Regions from separate parts of the Mus musculus genome. Here regions 1, 2, 3, 4 and 5 are each linked to region 6. The links are chromatin contacts, called in public Hi-C and HiChIP or PLAC-seq maps. All regions are on one chromosome and are shown on one strand. The core of a region is the stretch at or near the end of the contact, and the rest is flanking DNA. Distances in the headings are between cores, read along the strand shown. Region 1 has its middle 270 kb from the start of Mir6352. Region 2 has its middle 440 kb from the start of Mir6352. Region 3 overlaps Gm33083 (a long non-coding RNA gene). Region 4 has its middle 250 kb from the start of Mir6352. Region 5 has its middle 360 kb from the start of Mir6352. Region 6 holds the start of Epha4 (Eph receptor A4).

Region 1 (2,901 bases), core at 347-2,846, 290 kb before region 6:
ATTCCACACAATTATGTTTACCACGTGATGAATCCATTATACAATGTAATGGCATCATAAAAGTTGGGAGTGCCAACTTTTGAAGGGATATAGGCAGCCCGTATCCCATTTAGGGAAAGATTTTGCCGTACTCCAAAGAAACCAAGCAAAGTGATTTTTATTTTTTTAACTGCTGAGGCTGGTGGGATAGCTCAGTGGTAAACAGCACTTGTCGCTCTTCAGAGGCCTGGGTTCTTTCCTCAGCACCCACAGAATGGCTCACGGCCATCTGTAATCCCAGTTCCAGGGGACCCCAGGCCTACTTGCAGCCGCTGAGGCACCAGACACCCATGTGGTACACATACATACACACATACATACACGTATGGAAAACACTCATATGCATAAAATAAAAATAAATAAAATCTTTCTAAAATAAATTAAATATACAGAATGGCAGTAATGATGTTGGGTTTTGTGTGAGGGGTATAGAAGACACAAACAAACACAACTGGTTACCTATGGCAGTGACTTCGTTCTGATTCTCAGCAGCTTGGGCTGTAGATGCGGTCACGCCATTTCTTTATCAAAGGAATAGCTGCAAGCTCTTTACCATCTCTTCAGGCCTCTGTGGTTGTTCTGCTCGCCTGGGTCAGAAGTGGATATATATATATATATATATATATATATATATATATATATATAAAACAGCCTTCTTGTGCTTGAACTTGAAAGAGGCATAAGTCATCTGTACAAGATCTGTGTTGCAGCAAAATGTAATTTTTTTCCCTCCGACAATGTGTTTGTGGTTCTTAAGTTATCTTGATGGCCAAGAGAAATCTGTTCTGTGTGGCAGGCTTTTCTGACTTTAAAATGTCACATGCCACCACCCCATCCCTACCCCCAGCCTCTCAACTGAGTCACAAATTGATTTGACTCTCTGATAGGTTAAAAAAATAATTTCCTGAAAATTAAAAGTCTGGCACAATACTACACTAAAAGTCCATTTATCTTGTCTGTTTTTATAAAGCTTCACTGCAGCATCTGGCCAAGTGCCCACTGCTAGTAACAAAGAACCCTAGGGACACTTGGCAAGAGAGACTTTGCTTCTAAGAACCTGAAAGTGATCCTGAGCTTCCTAACACACGGTTTTAAAAGCTTACAATTAGGCTCTGTAATAGTATCTTGTGTATGATCTTAAAAAGTAAAGAACAAGTCAAGTGACTTTGGCGGGAAAGTGGCAATCGAATGGCCACATATGGCATGCACGGGAAGAGTGCCCTCTACCCCTTCACAGACATCAGTCAGAGAAAAATGGATCCCTCAAGAGTCCCTGTTATTATAAAAGATAATGGCTGGAGATTATCTAGATGGGGCCCGAGCAATGACTCCCTCTTGTTTAATCAGCCACAACGTGTGCTAAGCCCTCTCCTCAGCTCCATATAAACCAGGCTAATCTTTCCACTTCCCTGCAGGAAACGACCATGGGCACTTGTTTACGAAGCACTCTGGTATTGAGTAAACCCTTCCCTTCTCTCCTGTCTTTCCCCACCGAGCAGTTGAGAAAGAGATTTCCAACATTCCCCGTCTGAGACTGATTGCACCTTCCTGTTCACGTCAAGTTGAAGCATTCCACCCACAAAGCAGCCAGGCAGCCTGAGGAGTGTGGGCTTTCCCGGTGACTCTGGAACTAACCAAAGGATTACACCGCAGCCTCCTGCCTTTGAAGCTGGGAAAGAGAAATGGTCTGTGAAGGATCCTTTTGCTCTGAATGCCTCTGGAGGAAGTTAGCGTTGTGTTGAAGAGATTGCAGGCACACGGCGCCCCATTTGATAGGAGGTTTCCCCTTTCTGACCACAGCTCTACACAACAGATTCTTCTTTATCATGGAAAAGGGACAAAGCTACTTTGTCCCTGACTTTATAATCAATAGTTATTCTGCTTCAGTGATTTACCCTCAACCTATGACCCATAAACCCAATACTTCTCGCCGGTGAATTCCTTACACCGAAACCATTGATACCAAATTCCTATGTGATTGAGAATTAGGCTTTTTGCTTTATTGCATTTAGAATTTCAGATGATTTTTTTTTCTTTCTTTATTAAATTAAGTCTTTTAGAAGGGCTTGAAACTGTTCTGGGGCATGACCAAAGACGTAATTCCATCTGTTTTGTTTTTCTTATTCATGACATAGATGATTTTATTTTAAACAGTGCATGCATTTCACTTTAATTCTTCATGTCTGTCAGAACACATCGCCTGTGATGTGTGGAGATTCGGCCATGGCTCTCTGCAAGAAGACTTAGGCAGAAAGTGAAAACAGCTTTGAACAAAAACAGTCGGCTGAAAGAGGAAGTGAAGCGATTATGAGATTGTTATATACCCCTTCTGTGCTGAGAGAAAGGGTTAAAGAGATGCTGTGGGTACCAGAACCCTGTAGGAAGTTGTTTTCCTCTAATTAGTGTACATTGGATCCCTTTGGCCTAGACAGGTGTCAAATGTCCGAGTGACTGTAGCCAGTGTCTCTTTTGAGTGTTTTGTGGAAAGGATGTAAGCCAGGGATGGAGCAGCCACGTAAATGAAGCCCTCCTTTGGGAATGTTCCTCAGTCTCCCCTTATTAGAACTGAGCTGTCCCAGGGCAGAAGCTTCTCTCTCTAAAGCAGCGGTTCCCACCCTTCGTAATGCTGCAACCCTTTAACACAGTTCCTCCTGTTGTGGTGACCCCAACCATAAAATTATTCTCCCTGCTACTTCACATCTGTAATTTGGCTACTGGTATGAATCTTAATGTCTATATCTGATATGTAGATGGTCTCAAGTAGCCTCTGTGAAAAGGTTTTCGACTTTTAAAGTGGTCATGACCCACAGGTTGAGAACCAGTGATCTAAAGATTGTCTGTCCTTATCACTACACCTCTAAA
Region 2 (2,700 bases), core at 71-2,570, 450 kb before region 6:
TTTGGGAGATAGGAAGGGATTAGAGGCAAAGAAAGAAAGGGGACAGAGAAGAACAGAAAGCGAGGGGATAGAGAAAGAAGAGGCTGGGAACACACACACACACACACAGAGAGAGAGAGAGAGAGAGAGAGAGAGAGAGAGAGAGAGAGAGAGAGAGAGAGAGAGAGAGAGGATGGAGAGAGGATGGAGAGAGGACAGGGAGAAAGAGCTCACAAAATATTTTTATGTGCTAATAAAATATACACTTCAGTTCGGATCGCTACTGAGTTACCAAAGCATGGAGATAGCTTCTCTGAGGAGGGAATCGAGGTGCCAGAGAATGAGCAGGGAGTGGCCAGGCATTATTAATTGCTCATCTCCTATGTGGTATGTGGTATGCCTGCTCTACAGGTGTTGATGGTAAAGCTCAGAGCATAGCAGAGCAGGGCTTAGCCCAGGTAAACCAGCCAGTCATGACAGGCAGAACGGCATCCCTATCCTTTAGTCATAGCTCAGTCTTCCCCCTCCAAGATGGATCAGCGAGTGCACACTAATGGTGGGCCTCATTCTTCTTAGATGGAGCATGGATCATGTAACTGGAAAGATTCAGATCCAATCTGAACAGCATCACTATCATGCAAGAACTCAAACTTCTTCTTCCTTTGGGGGAGAATGGAAAAAGGTCATCCAAATCTTCAACCCCCCCCCCTGTAATTTATGGAAAAAAAAGTAGAACATTAGAAACACACTCCTGGTGAGTTTCTACTGGTACTCACTAGAAAAAGTACCAGTAATGATTTTATATTATTTTCAATTTTAAAAAAATCTTTAAATGTTAACCAAAAGAGGATCTGATTTCACCAAAGCTAGAAAGCAACTTGTCGACAACATTGTCCTTTTTAAATCCCCAAAAGTCCATTTATGGGGTCACGTAGTGAGTGTTTGCTTCCTATTATATTTGGTCACAGTAAGGGGACCTTGGGAATAGAAAGGTTAGCACTATAAAAGTTCTGTCATCAAATATGGCAAACCCTGGTGGAAGAGGCTGCAGTGAAAAGAGCAACTTGTTTTTGATGCAGTTCTGTGAGGGGACATGTTGGTCACCACATTCAGCCCTGAAAGCAAAGGAAAAAGCAGACCACCAGGCCAAAGAACTGGGCGATGATAGCCTTTGGATCGACTCTGTGATAGTCAACAGCCAGGTACCCAGACAGGCAAGTGGCTGCTGAGTTCCAAGAGAGAAATGACAGAGGTTGCCAGGAATTCAGGGAAGAGATAGGAAGGGACAGCACTGGAAGAGAAGCTGAAGCCAGAAACAAGTTGCAAAGCTTGATTCTTTTACAGCCATGGAGAGGTGCTGAACTATTTAGAGAAGATGCGCTACACGTCAGAATTGCTCTTTGGGTACACGACTGAAGATCTGGATGTGGATCAGGAAATGTTTACAGCAGGATTCGTATGACGAGAACATGTCCAAAGCAAAGGAACACACACACACGCACACAAACAAAAAGCTGAGTTCCACCATGTAAAATATGACCTCATTAACATACCCCTTGCTATGAAGAAAATTGGTGTTTCAACCCAGGTTGAACTAAAGTTTACCTTTGAATTGTTGCAAAATTGTTTAAGGGAAGTGTCGAATGGAGAGACTCTTTTATAGACAAGATTGCTATGCTTCTGCTTTTTAAAGAGAAGCTGCTTTTTTTCTTTCTTTCTGACTTCAGTGCAGTCCTGGGGTAACCATTTAAACATCAAAAATGTACTTGGATAATTACAAATATTGAATGTTAGTTATTCATTAAGGCAGACCTGGCATTTCACTGATCTTAAAATTATAAACCTGCAATGAAAAAAAAAAAAGCCTAACACATCAGTAATTTAGACCTGGCTTCTCTCCAAAGGTAGGGTTTACTTTACCGGCTTTAACTGATTTGCTCACAATGTTATCAGGCAATTTTGGAATTGTGTAGCCAAAATCTAAATGGCTTTTAATAGCCTCACAGAATTAATATGTCTTCTATAATGTGCACAATTTATTCCCTCATGCCAGTGCATTCTGGTTCACTGATTATTAGATTCTGGGATCATTTGTAGGAAAAATAGATGTATGAAAGATCTCTTGTAGATTTTCCCCTTTTTGTTTGATTTTGTTTATTTTCCTTGGGTCTCTTCTGTAGATAGTCATTCATTTCTCAAATATTGGGCACATTGTGTGCCAGATGTTGCAATGCATTGTGGGACCTGGGTGAAGAAGATTTAGTTCTTGTCTTCAAAGGATCCACCCTATGGTAAGGGATACTAGAAGAGAAATGAGATGTATTTAAAGGATGCAATAAATCCCGTGGCAGGAGCTTAACTCAGGTCTTGAGGAACATGGAAAAGCTAGCCCCAACCTGTGGACCTAGCTTCTCTGAGCATGGTTGTTTCTTTGAGAGCCTGATTAAAACCTATCACTGACAAAAGGCATTTTGGACAAAGAGGGAGACACAAACAAACAATATATGCTAGAGAAAGTTAATTAGCTAAGACTGAACAGCGGTGTTTTGTGTAGAAAATGGAAGAGGTGTGAACTGCCAACAGAAGTGAAGCATCTGACACAGGCTTTGCATTCCATGCTAAGTATCTTGGCAGCTGGGAAAGTGTCTGAACCAGAGTTCCAGGCCAGCCTCCAGCTTCCTAGGCAGAGGATGCCCTTTTTGTCTGTCCTCGTCATTCCCT
Region 3 (2,700 bases), core at 123-2,622, 310 kb after region 6:
GAGTGGACTCTATTCAATCTATTTTCTGAACTACTAAAATTATAGTGCCACAGCTAACCCCTGAACATGCAAGATTCTCATGCCTGGATTAAAAATCATTTTCAAAAACTCTCAAACCAAAGAACAGCAACAACAACAAAATCCCATGAAAAGCAACTCAGCAGAAACACATTGTGTTGGGGATTACAAGTGATCTAGCAATAGTTCAAGATATGCAGGAGGAGATGATATGTGTAGGTTATTAGCAAATACAGTGCTATTCTGTATGTGAGCCTCTGTGGATCTGGGCATCCATGGGCATTGTGGAGCCAATCCCCCACAGATGCCGAGGCAGAGCCTCTCTGCAGAGAAGCGATTCCTGTAGCTTCCCAATTGCACTGCCACTCTCCAATCTGCCACCCACACTGACAGCGCCATTCTTTCAGCTACATCAGTGCCTGCATCAGCACCACACAGCTTCTGCCTGCACACAATTCCATGTCGCTGCCCTCTACTCAGCTCTCTACCCCCTCCATCACTTCCTGATTTCACAGATCCTGCTGCCTGCCATTAAGCACACACACACACACACACACACACACACACACACACACACACACACACATTAATTTTTCAAAACAATTTTTAAAAGAAGAAGAAAAGAACCAGGCTGTCAGCCAAGAAAAGTTGTTAAAGCCCTGTCCACTGTAACTTCGCAGCACATTTGCTTTAATACCAAAAGAGGATTCATCTTGGCCAATGAGAGACCATTGAATATGCAGTGATTCGCCACTTGCTATAAAGCCTTGCCAACAATTCCCACTGCTGAGTTCTCTTCTGTTTTTATAATCAATTAAAAAGGCTCAGTTCGTTAGGGGCCCTTCCCCACCCCCCACCCCCACTCCTGAATTGAATATGGAGAGGGAAAGCAAGTGGCTCACAGAAAAGGCACAGGGCTCTTCTGAGAATTGTCTAGCAGGCAGCCTTCTTACAGTAACACTCCATTTTAATGGTCCTGTAATTCGAAACTGACAATGGAACCCCCACTGAAGCCCTCTCCGCAGCCTCACTCTCGCCCTAAATAAAAATGATGGTGCTGCCAGAGATAGGTCACAGCTGAGATATGAGCCTCAGCAGCTACCCCAGGGCTGGAAGCAGTGAGCCAGGATCCCTCCCCCAGTTTCAGGAAGAAATCCACTCCTCATCCCAGCCTGGGGCTATCCAGCTCTCCTCTTTCTCCTTTAGGTGAACCTCACTTACACACTGAGAGAATTACCCCTCAGTGGAGAGACACAGTAGGTGTCGGCTCTCTGAGGGTAGGATTGTTCTTCCCAGAAGGCAGTGGAAGCCTCAGAAGCCTCATTGGTTTGAATGTTCCCTTGTGGGTGAGCCAGGGACATGGGGGAGGTAGCTCCAACTCACCAGCATGACACCATTCACATAAGTACTCGGCATCCACTCATCACTAGCAGCAGATTGAAGGTAATGTTTTAAGAGGGTTTTCAAGCTGCTGGGAAATTGTGGGCTTGAGAAATGTCCTTTAAACCTTTTGAAATTCAAATTCCATTTCAGCAAAGATGTGGAAATGGGAACCAGAGGAATGGATGGAAGATTGACAGTTAGCCCATTCACCACAGTCACCCCTTGCTACCCCTGCCACCCACCGAGCCCTTCAGAAGGGCAGTTGGGTTGCTTTGCTATGCCCCTCCCAGGGCCGGGTGTGGGAAGAAGTCATAAGGGGCAGAGAGAGTTGATGTTAGGAACAGATTGACTGAGGGTCTCCTGATGAGGTGCGTGACCTGGTAGGGGATGCAGGAGGAATGCCAGACTGGTTGGTAGCTGAAGCCAGAAACAAATATGACTTTAAGCTATGGAAATATAAGGAACAGTACAGTATTGCAGAGACCAGACTAGGCTATACTCTGCTCCCCCAGTTATACCCAATCCGGTGGTGATAACGCTGACATCCAGATGGTGATAACACTGGGTAATAAAGTAATCAAGATGACCAGGCTAGATCCTGAGAAAGTCACAAAGCTTTAAAAAAAAATCCATTAACCCATATAAGGAGATGATAGCTAAATGTAGGAGCTCTAAAGGACAAAAACAGACAAAGGGGTCATACTACAAAAAAAGTGGCTGTGTGTCCCTCAACTAGACAAAGCAGGGTTCGCAATCTTCCCTTACTAGTGAGTTACTTCTCTATTAACTGGAACCAATGGTCATAGCAACTAGCTTATTAGGCTGCCTGCTATGTTAAATAAGACAGCCCATGAAAATATAAACCCAGTGCCTATTATAAATATTTAAAAACATGTCAGAAATTATTTCTCTCTATAGGAGGGGCACTATATAGCCCCCCCACCAGGTGTGTTTGCCCTCACCACCCCTTGCCTTCCCCCTTACTTCTCCAAAGAGGACCGTGTTAATGATTCAGGGTTTTACCCATAGCTCTACTGTACATGTCTAAAAGCTTCTGACAAGACCCATTAGCATTCCTACATAACTGTACAGATTATATAGATTCCTTATTCTCTATCATTGATTTTTTTCCATTTAATTTATCACCTTCCAAATCCTTCTCAGGCTAGCTGTCACGTGACATTAGCTACTGATTGAAGAGAAAGTGGCTGTTCCAGATAAGCTAGTATTAGCTTTGGGTAAGCAAGAAGTTTGTCTGTAATGACTGATGGATGGTCTGGGTTTGAGTCTAGTTGAATA
Region 4 (2,731 bases), core at 156-2,655, 270 kb before region 6:
TAAATGCATAGTCTAACTTTTATTTCTGTTTTCTTCACTTTGAGTATTTTATTTTAGGCCTGTACCTTTTATTTTTGAGAACATTTTGATAATAAGAATGATGAAGGAGTAATGCCCTGGGTTTTATGTAGTTATGATCCATGTGATGGATTAGTTAAATAATTTGATGGAATCATAAGGTTTGAAGATACCCATTTAGAGCTTCCTTAGAATATAATTCTGTGATCATCTCCCCAGAGCAAGCAGACAGCGCTGGAAGAAGAATGTCTAGAAGAGACAGTGTTTGAGGTCCTTTAAGGTGGAAAGCCTCTGTGGGCACTGGCTTATGAAACCTGGCTTGTTTTTGTCTAGCTTAGTGTATTCAAAGATCGCTCATCAAAGTACCTTTCACCTTTCTTCCACTCGCTCTGATTTTCCTACAGAAGAGGAGAAAAGGAGAGACAATTATAGTATTTTATAGTCAGGGGACTATGGATGAAGTTAGCACTTTATGTGCTCATGACAAGGGCAGGTGCTTCGAAAACAGTGAGGGTCATACTTGTTAGAAATATAAGAGCAGGGGCTGAAGAGATAGCTCAAGAGTTAAAAATCCTTCCTGCACTTCCAAAGGACATGGGTTCAGTTCCTGGTACCCACTTGGCCGCTCACAACTACTTGTAACTCCAGTTTAAGGAGCCTTTAGTTGTTTGTTATAATTTTATTTTAATTTAAAAAGGAAATAATAATTCTTTACACACAAGCACACAAATCCAGCCATAACTGTGTCCCAGAAAGATAATTTACCTTGTGTTGCATCATTATTAAGTATATTTTTCAAGTAACAAAACATACATAAAAATAACAATTTTATTAAATAATTAATATTGATTTTATTAATTATGATATTCAAGTTGATGAATTATATTAAATAATAAATAATTATACTAAATAGTTAAAGTCAATATAGCAAAAATACTATTTAAACACATGATCATTATCAACAGGAAATCAGTTCCTTATTGTGCTGAGGTTTGAAAGTCAATAACTAGTTTACATTGACAGCATATTTTAATTTGGATTAGTCACGTGCCAAGGGCCACAGGTGGATAATGGCTACAATATTAACTTCAGGTAACTAATCTGAGATTTTTGCTTTTTGGTTTATTAGCTGTAGAAAGTATATCTTTGCTTGAGTTGGCTTTTATTCATTTTATGGAGGGAAAAAATACTAAGATGGAAGATTTCACTTGGAAAAATCTCAGATTTTTTGATCCTTGGGAAATGGGGATTTGAACAGCATTTGGCCATTTGAGCACACTCTCCTTCTGTAGACCTGAGATCAGCTGCAGTTCAGTGGTAACTGCCTCTACCCTGTCACTTAGAGACCATGTCACACGTGAGGGTCACCTGCTTGGCCCCACAGGGATTTATCTTACAGATAAGAAAGGAGAGATCCAGAGAAGTCACTTGTCATTCAAGCCTTGGCTGCTGACAGACCTAAAACTAACACTCTAGTTCCTGATAAGGCTTCCTGGAGACACCATTTCTTAAGAGCAAACACCAATTTTCCCATTTTAATTAGGCAAGTCAGATCCTGCTCCTTCACAGCTGTATCTGCGGTACTCAGGATCTTTCCTGTAAAAGCTACTGAACCGCTCACGAGCCGCAGTTCCTAGCAGCCTTCTTATCTCTTAGTCTGACTTTAGGCAAATTTGACTTTAAGTCAGCAGGAGAAGCCGCCCGTTTTTGAGCTTTTAGAACATCTGTCTTCCTCTCCTAGTCTTGCTTTGGTTTGTTTAGAATTTCTGAACAACTGAGCATAGGAAAATATCCCACCTGCCCCTCTCCTTCATGAGAATTAGACTGAGGTTAAAATATTAACAATTGCATGTATGAGTCTAGATGAACATATGTGAGAGTATGTATGGGTTTCAGTTAAAGTGAACTTTAAGCTTGAAATTAACTGATGGCCATAAAAGTCAGAATAGTAACTACTTTCCAGAGGAGAGGTAGATATATCAAGCTAGGAAAACTTCTGGACTGATGAACACGAGGATTTTTGATGTGCATGGTGACTTTACATCTTTTGAAAAAAATGTTGCTTTAGATTACTGTAGCCCTCCACTTTGTTCAATAAAGCAAATCACATATTTTACTGGGTCATATGGCTTTCTCATTCTCTCTCTGCATCTCTGTCTCTCTGTCTCTGTCTGTCTGTCCCTCCCTCCCTTCTTCTCTCCCTTTCTCCTTCCTTTCCTCCTTCTCTGTCTCTCTGTCTCTCTGTCTCTCTCTTTCTAATTGCCAAATAAGATGTAAAAGGATTGCTAAATGGAGTTAAGCAAATGTCATAACAAGCAACAGAGCTCAGAGTCCAAGGGCACGAGAGATAGAAACCAGTAATATATGCCCATGCTGGCTGGTAGACATCTTTAGTTTCGCCCAAGATATACAATAATCAACCTTCTATATGCTTAAATATACAATCATCTAGTTTGGAATCTTTGCAAATCAGATTTTACATCGGCCCATGCCCCAGGCCACTCAGACAGTGACTGGTGCCAGGGAGGGTAACGTGTGACGAATAGAGGCAAATTGCATTTCTTCTGCTTCGTTTATTTTGTTTAAATTGTGTTAAGTACCTAAATAATTAGTTTAAACATGTTCAAAGCCAAACTAAAATAAAAAAATATTGCAAAGGGAAAGAAAGAATGTGTCTGCCTTTATTCTCAAAACCAGTGCTATCCTGTGGGGA
Region 5 (2,700 bases), core at 161-2,660, 370 kb before region 6:
TCCTCCTCCTCCTCCTCCTCCTCCTTCTCTCTCTCTCTCTCTCTCCTTTTTCCAAACAGGGTTTATCTGTGCAATAGTCCTAGCATCCTGGAACTCCCTTTGTAGAATAGGCTGGCCTTGAACTCGCAGAGATCCACCTGCCTCTGCCTCCCATATGCTGAAATTAGAGGATTGTGCCACCACAGCTGTGTGGGTTTTTTTGTCCCCATAGCTGTTTGAACGAATACATGTCCCATACATATATTCTGTATGGGACTCGGTAGTTTTCTATAAGGGATCGGTTTCTGTTAGCTCTAACAGGTTCCTGAGGATGGCTCCACAAGTATAAATATATAGGCAACATAAATTGGACTTGGTGCTTATAAAAACAAAACAAAAAAAAAAACACAGAGGGTATGAGTTGAGAGTGGGCAGGGGTGGGTAGACATGGGAGGAAGGAAGGGACGCGATGGGGAATAAATACAATCAAAGTACATTCCATGCCTCTATGGGATTCTCAAAAGATTAATTAAAAATATATAATATGTAATATTTACAGGCTATATAAATATATTACATATATATACTATGTAATATATTATAGAAGATAGATAGATAGATATAGATAGATAGATAGATAGATAGATAGATAGATAGATAGATAGATAGATAGATAGAGATATAAATAGTCTGAATCTAGTCTATGAATAAACAGATTTGGGTTTACTTGTTAGGCTGCTACAAGCCTAACAGTTTGTTTCCAACTCTAATTGAAAGTAAAATCTCATTGCTTAAAATTGACATACATAAGACATTGTAAAGCTGTGCTTGCCACCCTGTCTCTTTTATTTTGCTTTCATGTTTAACCAAGGTGGATTGCTCAGTGCTATTTACATCCAATGAGCCTTTCAAAAGGACTGCTGGAGACACCTGAAAAAGCATTACCCTTTAAAGCATCTGCCAGGGATGGAATAAAGCCCCAGTCGCTTCAGGTCTCTGAAAGGGACTCTTCTCATGTCTGCTGGGAGAACAGGCTGGCACTGCCTTACAACTCAAAGCCATGGTAAGTAGCTTTTTTGTTTCTGTCTCCAGTGGGCAAACAGGAGAGTCTCCAGGAGGGCAATGTGGGCATATAGAAACTGTTTAGCTTCTGTTTCTCTCTTGCCTTGCAAACACGACCAAGAAGGAGGATACCATTAGTCCAGTTCCCTTCCAGGAAGCCTGCAACCCTATCCAAGCTTTCAGAAAGAGTTAGGTTTTAGGGGACTGAAACTTTAGCCACTCCTGTACACTGCTCTGGTCGGAGTCCTGCGATTGCTTCATTATTTCTCTCCTGGGGATTCAGTGGATTCGGTTCAAGCACTGTTGAACGCGATGCTGTATTAATTGCCCTGGAGGGTAGCGAGGCCTTTGAACTGTGGCTGTGAGGGATATTTTGCTGTAAGACATGTGTCAGCACTTGGCTGGTTAACTCTAGGGCTCTGCTCTGCAGCATGCTGGGACCAAGGATCTGGAAAACTACTTTCCATCCTAATCTTCCATCTGTTTTCCATCATGGAGTGAGATTGACTGGCCATTCTAACCAGGAAGCGTCATTCTGGAATAGCCAGAATCGAAGTACAAATATTGGACTGTCAAAGAATATTAAGAATTTTCCATCCTCTTTTCAAGTTCTCCCAAACAGCTGGCACATATAGGTAAATGGGTGATGCAATGGGTTAGTTGGCTAACCTTTCACCCCAACAGGAATCATATGGGTGTAAGTTATATGTCAGTATTACAATATTGAAACTCAAATTGAAGATGATCTCTATGCTTTCAATAAAAAAATTGAGCCTCGTTTTTCACTGGCCTAATTGGGAGCCCACTCTAAGTTTCCCACACCGCTCAGAGCTCACTAGTACTTGGTTCAAAAGCAGTTTCAGCTCAAAAGCAATCGGCACCCTATTTCAGAGAGCAGTGGATGGTGGATTCAGCCAGACGGTTTCTCCCTTCCTCTAACCTTCCTCAATAGTACCGGCCATCCCGTTGCTACCAAAGCAGACAACTAAACAAGTTTATAGTTATACAGTCAATGCAAGGAGTAAATTCTAGACTGTGTTAGAAGCTTACATCCCCATTTCTGCCTCCACTGTTGATTTTAATATGGGATAAATAATAACATTCTCCCTATTGTTCAACATCCACAAAAATGAGGCTTTCTCACACTGGCCAACCCCAATGACATTAAAAGCTTGTAACAATGTGTTTATGCTAAATGCTAATCGAAAAAGTTCTACTTTTGTTTAGTTCTGCCTGCTTGCAAAAGTTATAAAGGAACTATTTAAGAAATCCTCCACTTCAGCTCGGATGCCACTTCATCCTTCTACTAAGAGGGACGGTAAATTTGACCTGGCAATAAAAATACAAATTTTGCCTTGAAAATACCAGTATTAGCTCCTGGTTTTCGACACCATAACAGATTGCATTACCAAGCCGTACTTATACTCCTGGCCATGTGAATAAATACCGGGTGCCCTTTGGTATCATCTGGATGCTATACTCTCTCAAACAAGCCTGGCCAGTCTTACCTCGTAGCATCTCAGATTTACTGGTGTTATGGATGTGAATGCATGTGGTGTTGGAAAGAAGTCGGTGAATTCTAAATTTCTACTGAAGTAGCACCTGTGAGAATCATTTGTCCTTAAACTTCTATGACAAAAACAATGTAAAGAAAAGACA
Region 6 (2,871 bases), core at 58-2,557:
ATGAGACAGATGCACAGCTAATGCGCGCAGGTTGGAACACGAACACAGGCCGGAGCCCACGTTCACACACTGTGCGCACTCGCTTACCCGGCACAAAACGTCCAGGTTCCTGCAGACACCCGCGCCAGGCACACATTTGCCCTCAAACACACACACACACACACACACACACACACACACACACACACACACACACACACGAGAGGAGGGGGAGAGAGACAGACAGAGATAGAGAGACAGGGACACATAAGGACAGAAATAGACACAGAGAGTGTTCCTTTCCCCCTAGGCCCATCACAAACTAAATGGTCACCACCTCTCCCCTCACCTCGGACAGAAAAACAGACAAACAATCCTTCCAGAACGTCGCAATAGACAAACAGAAAACGGCACACGAATGGGTCCCGTCGGTCATGCCTGTCCTTCTAGACTAGTCCAGTACCCCATACTGGAGAGAGAAGCTTACAGTGGGGTATGTTTAATTCGCTGACTGGTCCCCTAGTTTTGCTGGATGAGCTAAGGATCTGGGGTAGGGGAGAGGTAGGCCTGAGATTGCAACCTCCAGGGTGCGCGGCCCGATGGAGAAAAAGGTGTCTGAGGCCCGGTGCTAGAAATCAGGTCACCGGCGCCCGACAAGCGGCGCCACCACCGCTGCGCGCTCCGGAGACCAAGCAGCCGGGTCCCGGGAAGCGCTGCGCTGGGAAAACTTTGCAAAAACCCGGGCTCGCAAGGCTTGGACAAGAGGCCGGGCGCTCTGCGCTCTACGTTTGGGTTTCCCTTCTCGCCTGTGCTGCTGATGTAGAGGACTTTGCTCACACGTTTTTTTGTTTTGTTTTCAAATCCCGGTGTATCCCCTCGGGGCGCCTTGAGCCGGCCCTGCAGGCGGATGCTGATAAACTTTGGCCTTTCGCTACAAACTTGGGCAGAGTGGCAGCTTGCATCGGTCACCCTTCTCAGTTCAGACAGCCTGATCCTCCTCAGTCCCCACTTAAGAGGATCCCCTCTGTTCGGCACTCTTCTCCGGAGTGGGAACGCGAGGCTCATGCCGCGCTCTCCACCCCCCGCCCCCCACCCTAACTGGTTCTGAGCTCCAGAAGACCATTCATCAGTGAATCACCCCCTCCGGGTCCCGGACCGCATAAGGGCTGCCGGGCTCTTACCTTCATTCGCGGGGTATACCCTAGAACCGGTGACAGCGTCGCAAATTCCAAAGAGAAACGAAAAGAGGATGAAATAGAAAATCCCAGCCATGGTTCGCCGGTGCCAACGCTGCTCCTGCCGCTTCTATCCCAGTGGAATAAATGCTTAAGTTAGGAGTGCAGCAGTCTGAAGACATTGCCAAGAGGGTGGGACCGGCCCGTGACGTACACCCGCCAGTCCAGAGCTCGTGACCAATAGCAGTGCAGAACCAGCGCCACGTCCCCACCCCCACGGTGCAGAGCCCACCCCCGAGGTCCCGCCCCCTCCAGCCTCCGCAGGGCTCAAGGTCTCCCGAGGCTGGCTTCCCAGCAGTGATGGGTCTGTGCCCCCACGAGAGGCCCCAGACCTTGTCTCGATCCTTGGGGATCGATCCCTTGGACGGCAGAGGGAACTTCGAGAGACTCCGAAAGGACGGTGGGGAAGGCCAGAAAACGTTGGCATTCCCCGCCCGGCCCCAAGTCCGGAGGTGTGCGAGGGAGAAAAGACTCCTGTTGAGATGAAATAAGTCTGAAGTTGACCTGCACCTTGGCTCTTGCCCCTTGCCGAGGTCGTCGGGTCTCTGTACTGTCCACCCCAGCTAAGGTCGGGCGCTCTCTGCTGCACGCAGCCACCCTCACTGCCAGGTTTTGTGTCTTTATGGCGTTCCTCCGTGGGAAATGCTTTGGGCTGGGGGACTTTCGTAGCTTGATAATTCCTTTCCTTCTTAGTTACCTAGCCAGGGGGACCCAGTCATCTCCCCAGCAGCAGAGCGCGGTCACTTGTCCCCAATCTTCCTAACGTTTGGAAGTGATCCCTGGCCAGGTCCGGGTGTTCACATCGACCGAGCCCACTACGGGACTATGAAGGGAGAAATCACCTCGCGACAGCCCTAGCTACCGGGAACTCACTGTGCTTTCCAGGGAGTGTCCCTGGAACCACTTCTAGCCATTCCTGGACACTTAGGTGTAGAAGGGGAAGGTTGTAAGAATGCGAGCACCTGCTGCACAGAAGGGACAGACAGAGGGTCGCAAGCTGCCTGGAGCAGCTACTGTGGCTCTGAACTCCGAAGTCTCCCCGGTACTGATGGGGACAGTCTCCCAGGGGACCAAAATGAGAGGCTCTACCCGCAGAAACTTGTCCCACAACCCCGCGTTGTTCTGGGTGCCAACCATCGACTTCCCAGGGACGCAGACACCATCCGGTCCTCCGATGCTCAGGCCACCGGGGAAGCCAATTTGAGCGCCAACCGCAGCTCAGCTAGCTACCAAGGGACCCGCCCCAGTTGAAACTGGGTGGCTGGTCCCCAGGCGTTTGAAGGGGTGGGATTCCAAAAGATCCACCTTCCGTGCTCGCCTCAAGCTGCCCCTCCTTTGGCTCCCTCCCGGGCCAGATTTTCCTCCTCCAAGTCTGGGTCTCAGCCTGAGTGGAGTTTGAGTGGAGGCACTTTGCAAACAGCAGGGGCAGAGTATCTACGTGAACCAACCGCGCCACCTGCCGGCCAGATGCGGGAGCGCGCGGACCCGGAGCAAAGCAGAACGGACAAAGACCTCAGCCAGCCAGGCAGGTTGTCCAAGCCCGGCTAGTAATTTATTTACAGATTTGGTCAGGTCCTCCCATACTACGGTACGTAAAGTCCTGTCTCAGCTTCCTCCACCTAGACTACGAAAGAAGAACTCGGAAAACGTTTCATGG

What was found. Hi-C and Micro-C count contacts between places; a contact is called where the count stands out from the background. HiChIP or PLAC-seq counts read pairs in DNA pulled down with a chosen protein or histone mark.
Region 1: a contact with region 6 is called in an H3K4me3 HiChIP or PLAC-seq map of craniofacial prominence, with 5 times the contacts expected there. The contact joins the enhancer-like site here to the promoter of Epha4 in region 6. A contact is called at or near these places in 4 of 39 promoter capture datasets (cancer-associated fibroblasts, cranial neural crest, hippocampal neurons and 1 more), 9 of 484 Hi-C or Micro-C datasets (cranial neural crest, embryonic stem cells, forebrain and 4 more), 15 of 115 datasets of contacts at active chromatin or transcription factors (astrocytes, craniofacial prominence, embryonic forebrain and 9 more) and 3 of 9 other capture datasets (adipose tissue, embryonic stem cells and pancreatic islet).
Region 2: an H3K27ac HiChIP or PLAC-seq map of heart atrium shows a contact between it and region 6, with 8 times the contacts expected there. The contact joins the enhancer-like site here to the promoter of Epha4 in region 6. A contact is called at or near these places in 1 of 39 promoter capture datasets (hippocampal neurons), 8 of 484 Hi-C or Micro-C datasets (cerebellar granule neurons, cortical glia, embryonic fibroblasts and 3 more), 19 of 115 datasets of contacts at active chromatin or transcription factors (craniofacial prominence, differentiating embryonic stem cells, embryonic basal ganglia and 11 more) and 3 of 9 other capture datasets (embryonic stem cells, embryonic trunk and liver).
Region 3: a Hi-C map of cerebral cortex shows a contact between it and region 6, with 2.0 times the contacts expected there. The contact joins the enhancer-like site here to the promoter of Epha4 in region 6. A contact is called at or near these places in 1 of 39 promoter capture datasets (hippocampal neurons), 1 of 484 Hi-C or Micro-C datasets (cerebral cortex) and 1 of 115 datasets of contacts at active chromatin or transcription factors (embryonic basal ganglia).
Region 4: a contact with region 6 is called in an H3K27ac HiChIP or PLAC-seq map of heart atrium, with 4 times the contacts expected there. The contact joins the enhancer-like site here to the promoter of Epha4 in region 6. A contact is called at or near these places in 4 of 39 promoter capture datasets (embryonic stem cells, stem cell-derived epiblast-like cells and trophoblast stem cells), 1 of 15 datasets of contacts at CTCF or cohesin (embryonic stem cells), 8 of 484 Hi-C or Micro-C datasets (embryonic fibroblasts, embryonic stem cells, epidermal suprabasal cells and 4 more), 24 of 115 datasets of contacts at active chromatin or transcription factors (astrocytes, craniofacial prominence, differentiating embryonic stem cells and 12 more) and 2 of 9 other capture datasets (embryonic stem cells and pancreatic islet).
Region 5: a contact with region 6 is called in an H3K4me3 HiChIP or PLAC-seq map of embryonic limb bud, with 4 times the contacts expected there. The contact joins the enhancer-like site here to the promoter of Epha4 in region 6. A contact is called at or near these places in 7 of 39 promoter capture datasets (the 3T3-L1 cell line, embryonic stem cells, hematopoietic stem and progenitor cells and 3 more), 3 of 484 Hi-C or Micro-C datasets (brain, embryonic stem cells and palatal mesenchyme), 17 of 115 datasets of contacts at active chromatin or transcription factors (astrocytes, bone marrow-derived macrophages, craniofacial prominence and 10 more) and 1 of 9 other capture datasets (embryonic stem cells).

Annotation. Positions count from the first base shown.
Region 1 is chr1:77,225,690-77,228,590 of GRCm38.p6, forward strand. No RefSeq gene overlaps it. Among named protein-coding and RNA genes, the nearest start is that of Mir6352, 270 kb to the right of the region's middle. Within about 2 kb of position 1,597, at least 28 of the 459 cell types and tissues checked have an H3K27ac peak or open chromatin away from gene starts, as enhancers often do. A contact at or near this core is called in craniofacial prominence and embryonic limb bud, where this site is marked.
Region 2 is chr1:77,060,016-77,062,715 of GRCm38.p6, forward strand. No RefSeq gene overlaps it. Among named protein-coding and RNA genes, the nearest start is that of Mir6352, 440 kb to the right of the region's middle. Within about 2 kb of position 1,321, at least 4 of the 459 cell types and tissues checked have an H3K27ac peak or open chromatin away from gene starts, as enhancers often do. A contact at or near this core is called in heart atrium, where this site is marked.
Region 3 is chr1:77,823,534-77,826,233 of GRCm38.p6, forward strand. All of the region lies in intron 2 of Gm33083 (a long non-coding RNA gene), which reads right to left. The region is part of intron 1 of Gm33030 (a long non-coding RNA gene); the gene reads left to right. Among named protein-coding and RNA genes, the nearest start is that of Gm33030, 11 kb to the left of the region's middle. Within about 2 kb of position 1,373, at least 31 of the 459 cell types and tissues checked have an H3K27ac peak or open chromatin away from gene starts, as enhancers often do. A contact at or near this core is called in cerebral cortex, embryonic basal ganglia and hippocampal neurons, where this site is marked.
Region 4 is chr1:77,243,441-77,246,171 of GRCm38.p6, forward strand. No RefSeq gene overlaps it. Among named protein-coding and RNA genes, the nearest start is that of Mir6352, 250 kb to the right of the region's middle. Within about 2 kb of position 1,406, at least 8 of the 459 cell types and tissues checked have an H3K27ac peak or open chromatin away from gene starts, as enhancers often do. A contact at or near this core is called in heart atrium, where this site is marked.
Region 5 is chr1:77,139,716-77,142,415 of GRCm38.p6, forward strand. No RefSeq gene overlaps it. Among named protein-coding and RNA genes, the nearest start is that of Mir6352, 360 kb to the right of the region's middle. Within about 2 kb of position 1,411, at least 16 of the 459 cell types and tissues checked have an H3K27ac peak or open chromatin away from gene starts, as enhancers often do. A contact at or near this core is called in craniofacial prominence, embryonic limb bud and fibro-adipogenic progenitors, where this site is marked.
Region 6 is chr1:77,513,781-77,516,651 of GRCm38.p6, forward strand. It overlaps Epha4 (Eph receptor A4), which reads right to left and starts at 1,308. Exons shown (of 18, transcript NM_007936.3): 1 at 1,161-1,308. The coding sequence starts at 1,251.